Linked DNA regions of Mus musculus: regions 2 and 3 are each linked to region 1. The links are chromatin contacts, called in public Micro-C and promoter capture Hi-C maps. All regions are on one chromosome and are shown on one strand. The core of a region is the stretch at or near the end of the contact, and the rest is flanking DNA. Distances in the headings are between cores, read along the strand shown.

Evidence for each region. Promoter capture Hi-C pulls out the DNA fragments that hold promoters and counts their contacts. A called contact is a pair of places that touch in the nucleus more often than the background predicts.
Region 2: a promoter capture Hi-C map of pre-B cells shows a contact between it and region 1, with 2.8 times the contacts expected there. The contact joins the promoter of Sgsm1 here to the promoter of Coro1c in region 1. A contact is called at or near these places in 7 of 39 promoter capture datasets (cranial neural crest, hippocampal neurons, liver and 3 more).
Region 3: a contact with region 1 is called in a Micro-C map of embryonic stem cells, with 6 times the contacts expected there. The contact joins the promoter of Mmab here to the promoter of Coro1c in region 1. A contact is called at or near these places in 1 of 39 promoter capture datasets (pre-B cells), 1 of 484 Hi-C or Micro-C datasets (embryonic stem cells), 1 of 115 datasets of contacts at active chromatin or transcription factors (pancreatic cancer cells) and 1 of 9 other capture datasets (liver).

Annotation. Positions count from the first base shown.
Region 1 is chr5:113,906,260-113,911,333 of GRCm38.p6, reverse strand. It overlaps Coro1c (coronin, actin binding protein 1C), which reads left to right and starts at 2,628. Exons shown (of 11, transcript NM_011779.3): 1 at 2,628-2,723.
Region 2 is chr5:113,308,111-113,313,184 of GRCm38.p6, reverse strand. It overlaps Sgsm1 (small G protein signaling modulator 1), which reads left to right and starts at 2,399. Exons shown (of 25, transcript NM_172718.3): 1 at 2,399-2,511; 2 at 2,594-2,637. The coding sequence starts at 2,493.
Region 3 is chr5:114,441,968-114,447,041 of GRCm38.p6, reverse strand. Mmab (methylmalonic aciduria (cobalamin deficiency) cblB type homolog (human)) reads left to right here and starts at 3,015. Exons shown (of 9, transcript NM_029956.4): 1 at 3,015-3,166; 2 at 4,220-4,281. The coding sequence starts at 3,051. Mvk (mevalonate kinase) reads right to left here and starts at 2,773. Exons shown (of 11, transcript NM_023556.3): 1 at 2,679-2,773; 2 at 1,563-1,654; 3 at 736-883. The coding sequence starts at 1,640.

The DNA of each region.
Region 1 (5,074 bases), core at 1,379-3,878:
CTTAAATGCTGGAGACAGCTGCAGTTCCCCCAGCCCTGCCCCTGCCCTGCCCACCCCCCAGCGCCTAGCTCTGTTGGAGGTGTAGAGAGGACTTCTGGGGCTTCTTGAAGGGTTCCAGCCCAGCTTCAGGTTCAGTGAGATACTCAGTCTCAATAGAATAGGGTGGAAATTGACAGAGCAGGGTGCCTGATGTCCTCATTTGATTTCAGCATGCATACACCCACTTCACACATAGTTGCATGTACACTACACACACACACACACCTCTATAAGACAAGAGAAACTGATTTGTCTAATATCTGTAACACAAGGACTTAAGTTCATTCTTAATTAAACGAGCCTGTCAGAATCCAAAGTCCATGGTTTTTCTCTTCCGTCCCCTGCCCCTGAGGCCGTCCGGGTAATCACTAACCAGCTAAGAGAGCAGGCTGTGCTGTCAGACAGATGAGGATTCTACCTGGTCCATGCAGGGTAATTTTTGGCAAGTCAATGCCTCCAAGTCTCCATGTCTTCATCTTTATTGCTGGATTTTGGGAAGTCTTTCTATGGCCACTGGGTTGCTGAAAGAATTTCTGACAATTCTGCAGCATCAGCTGGATGGCTTCTGTTTCCAAAGGCGTGGCTCGTGTTCTCTGTATTTCTCAGTTCTCTCTCAAGCAGTCTGTGCTCTCTGGACTCCCCGACACACTCAGCCCCCACTGTCTGTCCCCTTGTTTAATTAAGTATAATGATCATAACAAAAGCAACTGGTTTTTCTACATCACCATATGCCTGGTGACTGCAACAGGAGCATTACCGCCTCTACCTCATTTAAGTGGAGTGGCAAATCTTGCCGGGTACGAAGTACTGAGTCCCTCCAGTTAGCATAAGCTGCTTAGAGGCAAAACACAACCCACTCTCCATACAGTTGAGTCGCTGCCTTGACAGCAATAGGTGCCGTGTGTGTGTGTGTGTGTGTGTGTGTGTGTGTGTGTGTGTGTGTGTGAGAGAGAGAGAGAGAGAGAGAGAAGCCAGAAACTGAGCTCTGCCTGGGAGGGGCTGCTATTGTAGTCACAGATAAAGAAACCTAGCTCCCGCTGGAGAGGTGTTCTGCAATCAAGAGCACTTCCTGCTTTTTCAGAGGACTCCTGGTTCCCGGAACCACAGTAGTCCTCTGACAGCCTGCGGACACTCCAGATTCAGGCTAGCTCAGTCTGGTCTGACCTATGAGGGCACTGCATGCAGGTGGTGTAATTACATACACAGAGGCATACACGTAAAATAAACACACCAATCTTTAAAAATTGAGCTTTGCAGAGAGTAAAAACTTGCTGAGCAAGCTGCTTCATTCTGGTAGACCTAGATTTACACAACACATAATTTACACACACACACACACACACACACACACACACACACACTTTGCCTAATTTTATTTTATTTACTTATTTAGAGACAGAGTTTCTTTACATATCCCTGGATGTCCTGGAACTCAGTATGTAGACCAGGCTGGCCTGGAACTACTGACGGAGATCCACCTGCCTCAGCCTCCTCAGTGTTGGGACTAAAGGCGTGTGCCTTCTGTTTTGAGGTGGCAGTTTATCTTAATTCCTGCAACAAGAATTCAGGGGTTCTACCACTGAATGCCGACCACAGATTCCTGGACATCTCTGAGGCTAAAACAAAGTGAAAATTCATCCCTCTGCGAATTGTAAAGATGCCTTGCTTTGGGAAATAAATGGCCCAACCCCTCAGCTGGCCCAGATCTCTGGACGCAGTTTCCTTAGATCTTGGTATTTCAAAGCTTGATATTTCTGAAGGGGCTTTGGCTAATAGTGGGATAACCTTACACTCAAGATTAGGAAACTGAAATCCAAAGAGGTGAGTGAAATGGTCCCTGGGTCACTTCATTTGAGAGTAACAGGGCTAGGACACATATCCACGTGCTCATATGGAGGGACTTTAGCCAGGGAGTCTTCATTGCTTCTCCTTAGCTCTCTCTCATAGGTGTGGTCCAGCCCAAGGGTTGCCACCCTGCCCTGGAGAGTAGTGGGAGAGAGCGTGGGTGAGAGGGTTGAACCAGCCCTGATGGAGGTGGGGCTAAGAACTTGGGGCGGGGCTTACGGTTTAAGTACGCTCAGGGCTGTGGGCGGGGCTTGAGGTACAGCAAATAGGATGATCATAGGTTCCCCGGGTCTTCAGGAAATCCGAGCGGGGATTTGCGGCGCTCAACTGGGGGAAGCTAGGTTTTGGGGGCGGGGGGAAACCAAGCCCTGCTCACGGACTCGGTGGGCAGTTAGATGCGCTCAAACGACCATCCTCATAGAGAGGCTCTGCAGGGCCGTGGGTGGAGCTTAAGAACGCCCGCTCTGGTTCTAAAGACCTGGGTGGGGCTGGAAGGAGCCCGTGGGCGTGGCCACCCGGCCATTCAAGTGCCCCGGAAAGCGGGCGTGGGCTCCGAGTCTCCTTGCACCTCCCCGCGCCACCACAGGGGGCGCTCTAAGGAGAGCCGGGCATCTAACCGGGACCTTCCGGAAGTGGGCGTGGTGAAGCGTGGTTCGGCGGCGCTGGTTGGGCGCGGCCCCGGCGCGGGGGCGGGGCCCGCGCGCGCGAAGGCCTGGGCAGCGGCGGCCGCGCCCCTCCCCCGCGCGGCGCTCAGTGCCAGGCGGGAGGCGGCAGCGGTTGGAGGCTTCGCGGGGCTTTGCAGCAGGGACTTCGGCGGCGCCTCAGGCACCCGGGCTCTGGTAAGCAGCGCGCGCTCAGGACGGGGCAGCTCCGGAGCGAGCCCGGGGCGGGCGGGCCGGCCTCCGGGACCCCGCGTGTGAAGCTCTCGGCTGACAGGAGCCGGCGGCGCCGAGTGGTGCGGGGCGCACGCGCATGCCCCGGGCGCTGCGGCTGGGGAATGGCCGTCTGCGGGCAGCCGTGGGCCCGGCAGCCGTGAGGCGGTGTCTGAGCGCTGCGAAGAGCCTGCGGCCGAGCGCTCACGTGGGGCTGGGTCCGCGGGGGACCCCCGGTGTGCGGGGCGCGCCCGGGCGGGGCTCCGCCTGGCTCGCAGTGCATGGCCTCCTGGACCCTGAAGACCTGGGGCGGGGGCGGGCTGCAGTGGCGTGGCCTGGAGGAGGAACCCTGTCCCGGGTGCGGAACCTAGTGACCCGCGGGGCAGGTGGGGCTCAGCCGCGCCGAGATGGCTAGGATGACATCAGAGGTGGAGGGTGGGGACGCCCAGCCCAGCTCTGCCGCCGGTCCCCCGGCGGGCGTACGCACAGCAGCCCTATCTATCTCCAGTGATGTGAATGAGCTGGGGGGAAGTAGCCGGCTGCAGGGCTTTCGGAGAAGAAAGGGGCTTCCTCCCGGAGGGAGGTGCCGGCCCCGACGTCCTTTTTTGGGAGTGTTCAAAGGGTTTTTTTTTGCAGGCTGGAAAAGGAAATGCAGGCTTTCTCTCCGTCGTGGTTTAGAATCACATCCTATATTTGGCCTTCATGTAGGCTGCCCTTGTTTTGTGGTGTCAGAACGGCTTGCTCTACACATTTCGGTCGTGGGATTCAGAGTGAGAAGCAAATTGCAAGTTGTTCGTCTCTCCCGGAATTGCTTCCTGTAAGCATTTGAAAGAGAATTGACCGCAGAGCGTGCTTATTCGCAGGGCCACAATATGTTTAGTTTTGGAAATGGTTGGCACGAAATAATTGTACTCCCATCCCGTGGCCTTCCCTACCGGGATTATATTCTAAAACAGTACTTGCGAGGCTCTTAGTCACCCTATATAATAAAGCGTCTTATTGTCCTTGTCTGGCAGCACCCTGACACCAGGGCCTGCTAGTAGAGGGAAGAACATGATGAAGTACAAGTAGTTGCTTCCTGCCTCCTTCTCGGGTGTGAAGGCAAATGGTAGTTCATATTCCTGTCTGTCCGCAGCTTCAGAGCAGCTGAACACAGTGCTTGGTTCTGGACATGTTAGAGAACACTGACCTAGGGAGACTTGGGGAGTGTGTGTCACACGCAGTGATGTTTGGATAGCCAGCCTGACATTAAACATCGAATCTAGGCGGCGGTTACATATTGTACTGGCTGGTTTTCTGTCTAGCTTGACACAAGCCAGAGTCATCAGAGAGGAGGAAGCCTCAGTTGAGAAAAAGTGAGACTGAGGTTATAGAAAAGCCTGTGGGGCCTTTTCTTAATTGGTGATTCATGGTGGGAGGGCTGAGCCCATTGTGGGCGGGGCCACCCCTGGGCTTGCAGTCCTGCGTTCTATAAGAAAACAGGCTGACCAAGCCATGGGGAGCAAGACAGTAAGCAGCACCCCTCCATCAGCCTCTGCATCAGCCTCCTGCCTCCAAGTTCCCGCCCGCTAGAGTTCCTGTCCTGACTTCCTTTGATGATGAACTGTGATGTGGAAGTGTGAGCTGAATTAACCCTTTCCTCCCCAAGCTGTTTTGGTCCTGGTGTCTCATCACAGCAATAGTAACTAGAACTGAAACATATATAAACAGGAAAAAAAATGTGGTAGAGCAGAATTGCTTTATATCATAGCTCTACAAGTGCTCTGTCTTTTGGTAGTTGACAGTCACACACACAGACACATACTTTTTTAAGAAATCAGAACATGTTTTCTCTGTGTGTGTGTGTTTGTGTGCGTGCGTGCGCATGTGCGCGAGCGCATGTGTATTTTACTTGTGGACAGTACATTAAAGCCTGATGAATTTACAAGGTTTTTAAAAATTATTATTTTAAGGTGTGTGTGTGTGTGTGTGTGTGTGTGTGTGTTGGTGTTGTTGGTGGTTATGTGCATATATGTGCACCCTTGCTGGCCAGCGACATGAGATTCCCTGGAGCTGGAGTAGCAGAGGGTTGTGAGCCACCTGCCCAGGTGGAGTACTGACCGTGGGTTTTCTTGAAGTGCAGCAAGTGCTTCTAACTTAATCTTAGTCACATCTTTCCAGTCTCTTAAGTGTCATGAATTTATTTAACATAAATATCCTGGAGAAATGTCACTGCAGAAGCATTAGAGTTTTCATGGTTATTTGTTATTCCGACCAGATCACGCTAATCAGTATTTGTGTCTGTGTATAAATTAGGATTAGATTCCGGATTGCTAAAT
Region 2 (5,074 bases), core at 1,150-3,649, 600 kb after region 1:
GCCAGCCCCAATTAAATGTTGTCCTTGTAAGAGTCGCCTTGATCGTGGTGTCTGTTCACAGTAATGGAACTCTAATTAAGACTGAAGTTGGGGGGCTGGTGAGATGGCTCAGTGGGTAAGAGTACTGACTGCTCTTCCAAAGGTCCTGAGTTCAAATTCCAGCAACCACTTGGTGGCTCACAACCATCCACAATGAGATCCAATGCCCTCTTCTGGTGTGTCTGAAGACAGCTACAGTGTACTTACATATAATAAGTAAATAAATCTTTTTAAAAAATAAATAAATAAAAAGGCTGAAGTTGGTACCAGGAGTGGGGTATTGCTGTCATAGGCCTGACCATGCTTTTGTTTGAAAGAATATGGGTTTTGGGACTTTGGGTTTGGAACGCCATGGAATGCTTTAAGTGGAGCTTAATGGGCCAGCCTAGACAGAATTAACAATTAAGTCTCATAGAAACCCCAATTTAGACATGATCCTGTGATTCAGTCTTATGAAGAGCATTTTGAGCAAGCATAGCAAGCTTAAAAAGAAAAAACGAGTGTGCTTCAAGTAATGAAGGGGCCCCAGGAAATGAAAAGGAGCTGAATCCTACGTTCAAGGAGACAAACGGATTAAGGGAGTGGTGATCTCAGGGCAAGATCCCACCCAGCTAAGCTTATTGTTTGCAGCTAAACCGTGGATAGTTATATTATTATGATGTGATTATTGGTTTCACTTGGAGATAAGGAGATATGACTGTGTGTCAAACTGTCACAGGATGACACAAGCTTTTAGATCTAGGTGAAGGAAAGCTTAGGTCCAGGCATGGTGGACCATGACTTTGATCCCAGCATTCAGGAGATAGAGCCATGCAAATCTCTTGAGCTCAAGAGAGTGAGTTTACAGAGCAAGTTCCAGGACAGCCAAGCATATTGAAACCACCACTAGAAACCATTTATATTAGAGGAAAACTTCTATGTTCTCTGAAAAGGTTTGAAGGGCTTGGCGAGAAACATCTGATTCATCTTAACCTGCCCCTGGTGAGATGATCCACCCGGTCCATGGCTTGAGCTATTGCTTGCTTTGTGTATGGACCTGAAGAAAATTCTCCCACGTCTTGGGCTTGACTTTCTTTGTGTGTGAGGCTCATGGGGGGGGGGGGGGGGGCTGGAGGCTCGGTAAGTTTATGCAACCAGAGCTCCGGATGTAGTAAGTCCTCAATTATATTTGTCAAGTCCTTATTTCTCATTCTGTGGCATCCTGGAGACACTAAGCACACCTCACTGGAGAGAGTGGGGGAGGAGAGAGTGGGGGGGGGTATCGTGACAGAGACACCACTGCCACACACAAGAGGGGTTCTGGTATACACACACACACACACCAGAAGAGGTCATCAGATCTCATTACAGATGGTTGTGAGCCACCATGTGGTTGCTGGGATTTGAACTCAAGACCTCTGGAAGAGCACTCAGTTCTCTTAACCGCTGAACTGTATGGATTCCTCTTCCCCAAGCATTCCCCAGCCTCCTCCTTTCCCTTCTTGCTCAGAAAGAAAACTCAGCAAGATGCCCCTTGTTCCACAAGACAGCCCCGGTCACTGGTATCTCCCCTGCATCGACTCCACGTCCCTCTAGAACCTTCCAACCCTCTATCACTTGCTCAGATGGTTTACTGTCTACCATCTGAGTGCTGCGGCAATGTGTCCATCTCCTTTGCTTCAAACTCCCAACCCTGGGACTGAGAGATCCTGGCTGAACCCTGGTTCCCAGTATAGGGGGAGCAGCAAGTGAAGAAGAGGCAGGCTTCTTCCAGATGGGGAGTCAGTGTATCTGATTAGTCTGAAAAGGGAGAAAGGGAGAAGAGAGGAGGAGGAGTAAAAAGAGGAGGAAGAGGGGGAGGGGGAAGGGAAGGGGAGGAGGGGACGGAGGAAGGGGGTATATGAAACAGCAGCAGCTACCCCGTATGAAAGCTGGCCCTTTTTTTGTTTTGTTTTGTTTTGTTTTGTTTTTTTTGTCTTGTCTATGATGAGAATTACACATCAAATATCTCGCTTGATCATCAGCTCATTCTAGAACTTATACCCACTTTATACAGGATGAGTCTAGTTTTATTGTGGCGGCAGGGCCTGGCTATGTCGCCCAGGTTGAGTCCCCTGCCTCAGTCTCCCCACTGAGGAGTCGATAGGAGTGTGCCCCGTGCCTGGCTTTGCCTCGTTTCTAAATACGCGTGGATGGACACACGGGATGTGGAGCACGGTTCCGCATCTTAGGTCACCCTAGGCAACTTGGCAAGGCCTGTCGCTAACGCCTGGAGGAGGCTGGATGCGGATGCTCTGCTGTATGCTGTCCAGGAGGCGGCGCTGAGCTTTCGTGGGTGGGGTGGGCGGGATGTCAGGTTCTGACGTCTACATCCTGGGCTGTCATTCATCCCCTGCCGGTCCCGCCCCCTCGCGGCTGCAGCAGGGCGCGGAGCGGGGACGCGTCCGGGAACCGGGCACCGACCAGCTTGAGCCATGGCTTCGGTCCCTGCGGGTAAGCACGGGCGGGCAGCGGGAGGGCGGCCAGGCCCCGCGGCCTCGGTGCCGCTCACCGCGCTTCCCTGCTTGTCCCGCAGAGGCCGAGACCCGCCAGAGGCTGCTGCGCACTGTGAAGAAGGAGGTAGGGGCGGCCACCCCAGGGTGACAGGGCCACCGCGGGCTTCTGGCTGGCGGTGGCTGTGCATGGCTAACTAGGGCGGGGGCTGGGGAGGGGTCGCTGGAAAACGGGTGTTTCAGTGCGTGGGGCCCTCTGGGTGTAGGATCGGAAGGTGTCCAGGTGGGACCTCGCGGAGGGGCAGGTTCTCATTGCTGGGGGTAGAGTAGGGTGATGCGGGGCTCCTCATTAGAGATGCGGAATATCCCCGAGGAAGATCAGGTTTTGGGAGGGGACAGGTTCAATTTTGGAACATGAAGCTATCCCCCAACCCATGTCAGATACTCAGTCCTTGGAGCCACCTCTAGGTGCCAGGGACTTTGTGCAGGAGAGCCTGTGACCTGGGCCAGGGTCACAGAGCAGGTGCCCTCCACTGATACATGGGATCAGACAGGAGTGGCTGCCTGCCTCCCCCGGGATGAAGGAAGCAGCTGAGATCCTAGCCTTACCTCGGCGTTCACAGCCAGTGACCTCCCAGGGCCGTGGGAATTGGGAGAGTTTAGAAGGCTGAGGCGACGTTTAGATGTCTGTGGGCCTGTGGTGTAGATGTATGTTGCCCAGGACATGTGCATATATGTATGTGCACCTGCCTGGAAATACCTAAGGATGATCTATATATTGTGTCTGCTTGTGCGAGTCTACGAATGTGTATTTGTGTGAATGGGTAAGATTGAGTATGTATGTGGTGTGGCATTGCCCTCCCATTTTGGCTCCGCCCTATCCTTCAGTCACCCCCACCCCCCATTCCCGTCCCTGCTGCCTTGTCTTCATCCTGGGGTTCTTATCCCAAGTCCTTGCTTGGCTGTGAATCTGTGAGCCAGGCTGGAGTCTGTCCCTTGCTTCCTGAGCATGGAGGTGTGTGTATACCTGTGGGGTGTGTGTGCGTGTGTGCGCGCGCGCGTGTGTGTGTTAGGGGTGTCACTCAGGAGGGCCTCCCTTCCTGGTGGCAGCCACCTGGGCAGTTGGAGGCCCGGACCTGTCCCCGGTTCCTTCCTCCTCTTGGGGATCGTGGGTGTGTGCCTGTGTTTGTGTCTCTGTGTGTAGCACATTCCTTTTAAAGAACTAGCTCCGTGGATTGCTGCAGATTCTAGAATTTTCCTTCGAGGTGATATGTAAGATGGATAGAAGGGGGTCCCTCAGAAAGGCCTAGAAGTCTTTACCTCCATCTTTGTAAAGACCTGTTTGAAGATACTATCCAGACCCCAACCCTGAAACCTCACACCCCTGCCCTTCGGGGAAGGGTCTCAGCCCTTAGGTTTAAAGCTGGAAGGCCGTGGTTTTTTACCCAGCCCTGGCTGTAATGCTTGCTCCTCATGCCTGGAGCTGACCCCCACTTTACTAGGGAAATGGTTGACCAAATAGGATGTACAATGAAAGACAGGGTCAGCAGGCCCTGGGGAACCTAGGAGACATCCGTGTATAGCTGTGCCACATGGCCCCTCAGAGTTCATCTTTCCTACGTCCTCTCTTTGTAAGATCACCGCTTTCCCATCTGCAGAGTGACGCATGTGGCCCCATGGCCCACACACATGTCCCTTACTGTTCCTCCCCAGTCTAGCTTGGGTTCCTGGAAATGCTGTGGGGACATTGCTCTCCACCCTGTGTCCACAAGTCTGCTGGATTCCCTGCTTCTGTGGTCCCACTAAGTTTGGAGTGAGCCATCTTCTTGGCTCAAGCCGGAGTAGAGTGGCCAGGCAAGGACAGTTTCTTGCTGCTTTGTCCGATTACTAAAAGCTCCAAAGCTGGGAGCAGAAGTCGGGATTCCCAGTCACAAACTGCTCACAGATTCTAAATCTTGCATTTACGGAGGTCGGTCACCCAGAGGATCTGAGCTTCTTTGGGTTTTTTTTGTGCTCCGTGTACTGCAGACATAGTAACCCTATGAAGATGGTTGATACAGAACTGGGGCTTACAGTAGGGGAGTGGCTTCTAACAGCACCCAGCCAAGAAGGGCCAGAGGTAGTGTAATCACTCCCAGGTCATCCAAGCTCCTGGGGTACAGGGGTAACGTGATTCCCATCACCCTACTGGGAATAGGGTGCCCAGAAGCAGGAAGCCATGTTTGAAGTGTACAGACCCAGTGCAGAACATGAGCAAGTCTGCCATCTGCAAGCTCACAAGTAAGCCCCCTATGCTTGCCCTCTATGTACACTGCTTCCTCTGGCCACCTCTTTGGGTAATGAGCCACTCCTCCAATGTCAGATAGATATGGATAGGGAGAAAGTTGCCTCAAAGTCTGATCAGCAACTTCTCTGTCTGAGTTCAGATGAGCCACACCCCTGTGGACCACAGCCTCCCTCTTCCTCCTGGAAGAGGTGACAAGGGACTTCCCTAGATAGCCAAACAGCTGTGCAAGCCTGCCTCAGAGCCTGTGGGGTTGGAAGCTCTGTCCAGAGGCAGCCTG
Region 3 (5,074 bases), core at 1,766-4,265, 540 kb before region 1:
TAGCCCAGGCTAGCCCTGAACTTACCATACAGCCGGAGCTGTTCTGGAATTTCTGACCCTCTGGCCTCCCCCGCCCGAGTACTGAGGATGCACTAGTTAATGCAGGTAGGATTTAGAATCACCTAGGAGACACAGCTTCAGGCCCGTCTATGAGAGCCTTTCTAGAGAGGTTGAACTGAAGTAGAAAGATCTACTCTGTGCATGTGCGTGGCCCCATCCCTGAGGTTCTAGACTGAATAACTAGGAGGACTAGAGCCATCCTGCTCCTGACTACAGAGGCACCTTACACTCCTGCCAGGAGACAGATGGACTATGTGCAAACTGAGAACCAAAATACATTCTGAACTTGCCTCTATCATAGCAACGAGAAGGGCAACTGATAAAACAGCTTAATATTTTTACACCTGAATAATCTGCCCAAAACAGTCCACAGAGACTCAGGGCACAGGTCTGGTCTACACGGTTAAAATGAACTAGCTAGGTTGGTGTGGTGGTGCATGCCTTTAATCCCAGCACTTGAGAGAAAAGAGGCAGGCAGATCTCTGTGAGGCCTGGTATCACAAACAAAATTAAATCATGTAGTAAATGAATGAAGCCGATTTTCGGGGGTCCAAGGAGAACATCGTTCTTCAGGCTTCACGGGCAGCCTGAAGTAACCACCCTGTCACACACACCCCCAACTTTCTTCAGGGGCCAGCCTCTTGCTACACCCGGCTCCCCACTCTTTGTACTCACCAAGAAAGCTCGTGTCCAGTCGCTGAAGCATGCCCACATCCCACACCTGCTTAATACCGATGTTGGGTAAATTGACGCTCACTTTCCCATTGCTCTGCGGTCGCAGCAGGAGGAAAGTTCTCAAGTTCAAGGCCGCTGCCAGAGCGACCTGTAGAATAAAGGGCAAAAGCAGTAAGCCTGAGGGTGAGCGGCTTGGGGACCAGCGACCGTATGCTCTGAAGGTGGAGACAGGATTTACTGGCCTTCACTCCTTCCCTATCCCAACTCTTAGAGTGTAAGATAATGAGAAGCGCTGTCTCGGAAAAAAAAAAAAAAGCCTCAGCTTTACCTGTAAAATAGAAGATTACACATCGTAGCCGTGGGTTAGATCTGAGGGTTAAATGAGATAATGCGTGTGCACAACACTTCTACCAGACCATCTTTCCAATTCCTCAACACTGGAATGTCCAAAGCCCAGCCCTTCAATCCCTTTCCCCTCCAACACTCACTTCCTGGGTGATTCCAACCCAACCTGTAGGTTTTATCAACCATCCTCAGCTATTGTACTTAGTGGGGCCAGCTTAAGGTTCGTCCGGCTGGAGATACTCATCCAGTGAACACCCTAGGCCTTTCTTTTACCGTCTTCCAATCCAGGGTCTGAGAGACATGGTACCCCATCGTTCAAGTCCCTGGGAACTTTTTTTGGTTTGTTTGTTTTTTCGAGACAGGGTTTCTCTGTGTAGCCCTGGCTGTTCTGGAACTCACTCTGTAGACCAGGCTGGTCTCAAATTCAGAACTGGGATTAAAGGCATGCGCCACCACTGCCCAGCTCCCTGGGGACTTTTTACCTTGCCATGGACCACAGCGTGTTCTCCATGGAGGATGACCTTCCCCGGGGCGGACACCAGCAGGGCTTCTGACAACATGGCTTCTGAGACTTCTGCAAGGAAAGAGAGAGAGAGAGAGAGAGAGAGAGAGAGAGAGAGAGAGAGAGAGAGAAACAAAGTTCCCTAGATGTTAGTTACAAACACCAGGAAGGCTGGGCTTGGAGGTGAACATCTTTCATCCCAGCACTGTGGAGGCAGAGGCAGGTGGATCTCTGGGTGTACGAGGCAAGCCTGGTCTACAGAGTGAATTCCAGGACAGCCAGGAGCATGTAGAGAAACTCCATCCAGAACTACCATCCAGAGCTATGTTCCAGGATGACAGTGCAGTGAGCCAGTCAGGTGGACAATGGGAAAAAAAAAATCTGGGTTCAGACCACAGCTCTTCCGTCCCCAGAATGTCTTATGCCATGAATCTGTTTCCCATATATCAGATAATAGAGGCAATACTGGAGGCTGACTCAAAGGACTACCAGCAGCAAGGCCTGTCTGTCTGGCAAAGTGGCCTCTTGACTATACTGAGCTACTCGGCACTGACAGGTTCTCAGCTCCAGAGTTTATTACCACTGCTGTTGCCAGTAGAAACTGACATGAGCTCAGGCATGGACTGCTTGCCTACTCTGAGGACGGCCATGTGTTTGATGCGTGTGGGAACGCGAGGTTTAGATAAAATCTTGCAGGAGAAAGAATCCTTCCCGGACCTCAAGACCACAACCAACCTGTCACAATCACAAACGCGGCTGCCGGGACTCACCTGTTAACGCCCTGTGTTGCACGTTCAAACAAGAACTTCTGCAAGGCAAGAGTCATGTCACAGAGTGGTTTTGCTGGATTTATGGGTGCATGCATTTTTACGTTGTTATAAATAATGCAAAAATCACCCGGGTTCAAGGCTTCACTGGCCACCCCACTGCACACTAAGTAGCCCAGTCTACGGGACCCTAGTCTAGGGGAAACTGTCCGATCTGAGGTCGCCGAGCGCTCAGATCGAGGACACGAAGGCAGAGAACCGCGGCGCCCGGCCCGGGGTGTCCGGGACCCGGTCCTCACGCCGCCCATCCCGCAGCCCAGGCTTCTCACCTGCCCCGGCCAGCGCCCAAGTGAGCTGAAACCCGGGCCGCAGCTCCCGGTCTTCTCCATATCAGATGGGAGAGTTCCAAGGAGGCGGGTGTGTCTTCCTGAGGCCAATCAGAGAGCTGGAGCTAAGGGCTCCTTTACAGATTGGGTCAAACATTAACCAATGGGAACTTCAAGCAAGCCGAAATTGCCTCGCCTCTTTCTACAAGTAATCCAATGGGAATCAAGAGCTGGGGAGTGCCCCGCCCTGGTGCGAGTGCCCCAGGCCAATAGGAAACAGCGATTGAGAGGTGGCGCGGCCGGCTGCGGGGCGGAGTCATCCCCGGGCCTGGACGGGTGCCTAGCCGGGTCAGTCTTGGATGCGTTACCGTGCGCATGGCTGTGTGGCTCTTTGGGGGTCGCCTCGGCCTGCGCGGGCGTCTCAGCGCCTGCAGACTGCTGTGTCCCCGTTTCCAGAGCCGTGGCCCTCAGGGCGGGGAAGACGGGGACAGGTGAGTTTCAGGCCTGGAGAGTAACTCAACACGGAGGAGGAACGGTTGTTTCCGTGGGTACATCACACCGATGACGTGCTCTATGTGGCCTGACGTCACTGGGCTCGTCATGGCGTCAGAGGCCAGGATTTCCTCCCCAAGTTCTAACGGAGTCTAGCTGTGGTCAGTCAGGGCAGGGGCATGCTCTTGTGGGTTTTGTCCGGCCTCCCCAAGCAGTTTGTTTGGATTAGGATTAAGACACCAGGAAGACATGGTAACACTTAGAAACTTGCATAGGGACTTGCAGACTACCATGACCTCATGATCAGCGTTCCCTGTCCAGTCCTCTGACTTTGAAATAATTTTGTGAATTCACATTTTAATTTTAAGTTATGCACTGCTAGTTGAAAATGGCAGAGTCGGGGTTCATTCGCAGTCCTCAAAAAAAAAAAAATTAAGTTAAAATAGCATTTTTGAAATTCCATTTTGACAGTGTATTTTTTTTTTTCCTTGACACTGAAAAATCTTAGAAAAGTGCAAGTGGCCTAGTTTTCTTTCCCCCAGAAGTGCTAACTTCTGTGTTGGGGTTAGAAGAGACAAGAGTTTGGGGAGGGTAATGGACCAGGTCAGGCTTACAGTAGAAGGGTTTTGGGCATGAATCCCAGCCCAGTCTCTTCCTGGAGATCTAGGAAGTTGAATCTTTGTGGGCTCCAGTTTCCTCAACGGAGAAGCGTATGGCTAACTTTGGGAGTGTGGGAGAAGCTGAAGGGCAGTTCCAGGAGCTAGCGGCTTTAGCCCACTGTGGAGCTAGGGCTACATGGAGTGACCAGTTAGTCCTTCCTGCCAGTATTTGCCAAGAATCTTTATTGAGCAGTATGCTACAGCAGCTGCTGTACAGGTAGAGACAGGGACAGGAAGCTGTCAGGAAGGGGCAGCGGGGAAATGGCTGACGGGAGATTGCCATCCCAGAGGCAGAGAAGTGCTGCCCCTGAGGTTGCAGACTGAAAGCTGGGCGTCACTCCCCGAGGCGCAGCCGTTCCCACTTACCACGCCTTTGTGTCTGTTTCTCATCAGGCTGCAGCCGTCCTCGACGGCAGCCAAGATCCCCAAGATTTACACCAAGACGGGAGACAAAGGTAGGCCACGCTGTAGCCATGTGACGGGTCTGAATATACATCATAAGTGTGAAGCCACAAGAAAGGTGCACTGTTCAAGTGTTCAAAACAAGTTGTAGCGCTGCTACAATGGCTCAGACTGCTCTTCTAGAGGTCCTGAGTTCAATTTCCAGCAATCACGTGGTGGCTCACAACCATCTGTAATGGACTCTGATGCCCTCTTCTGGTGTGTCTGAAGAGAGCACCAGTGTACTCATATACATAAAATAAATAAATCTAAAAGCAAAAAGCGGGGCTGGTGAGATGGCTCAGTGGTTAAGAGCGCTGACTGCTCTTCTGAAGGTCAGAACCACATGGTGGCTCACAACCATCCGTAATGAAATCTGACGCCCTCTTCTGGGGTGTCTGAGGACAGCTACAGTGTACTCACATATAATAAATAAATAAATAAATAAATAAATAAATCTTAAAAAAAAAAAAAAAAGCCAAGTTGTAAGGAAGCCAAGTATAGTGCACACCTGCAATCCCAGTACTTAGGAGCTGAGGTTGGAGAGTCACAAGTTCAAGACCAGCTAGGTTGATGTACCAAACTCCAAGGCAGCCTGCTCTACATAGTAAAACCCTGTCTTTTTTTTTTTTTTTTTTTAATTTTCGAGAGAGGGTTTCTCTGTATAGCTCTGGCTGTCCTGGAACTCACTTTGTAGACCAGGCTGGCCTCGAACTCAGAAATCCACCTGCCTCTGCCTCCCGAGTGCCGGGATTAAAGGCGTGCGCCACCACGCCCGGCTTAAAACTCTGTCTTGAATGATGGGAA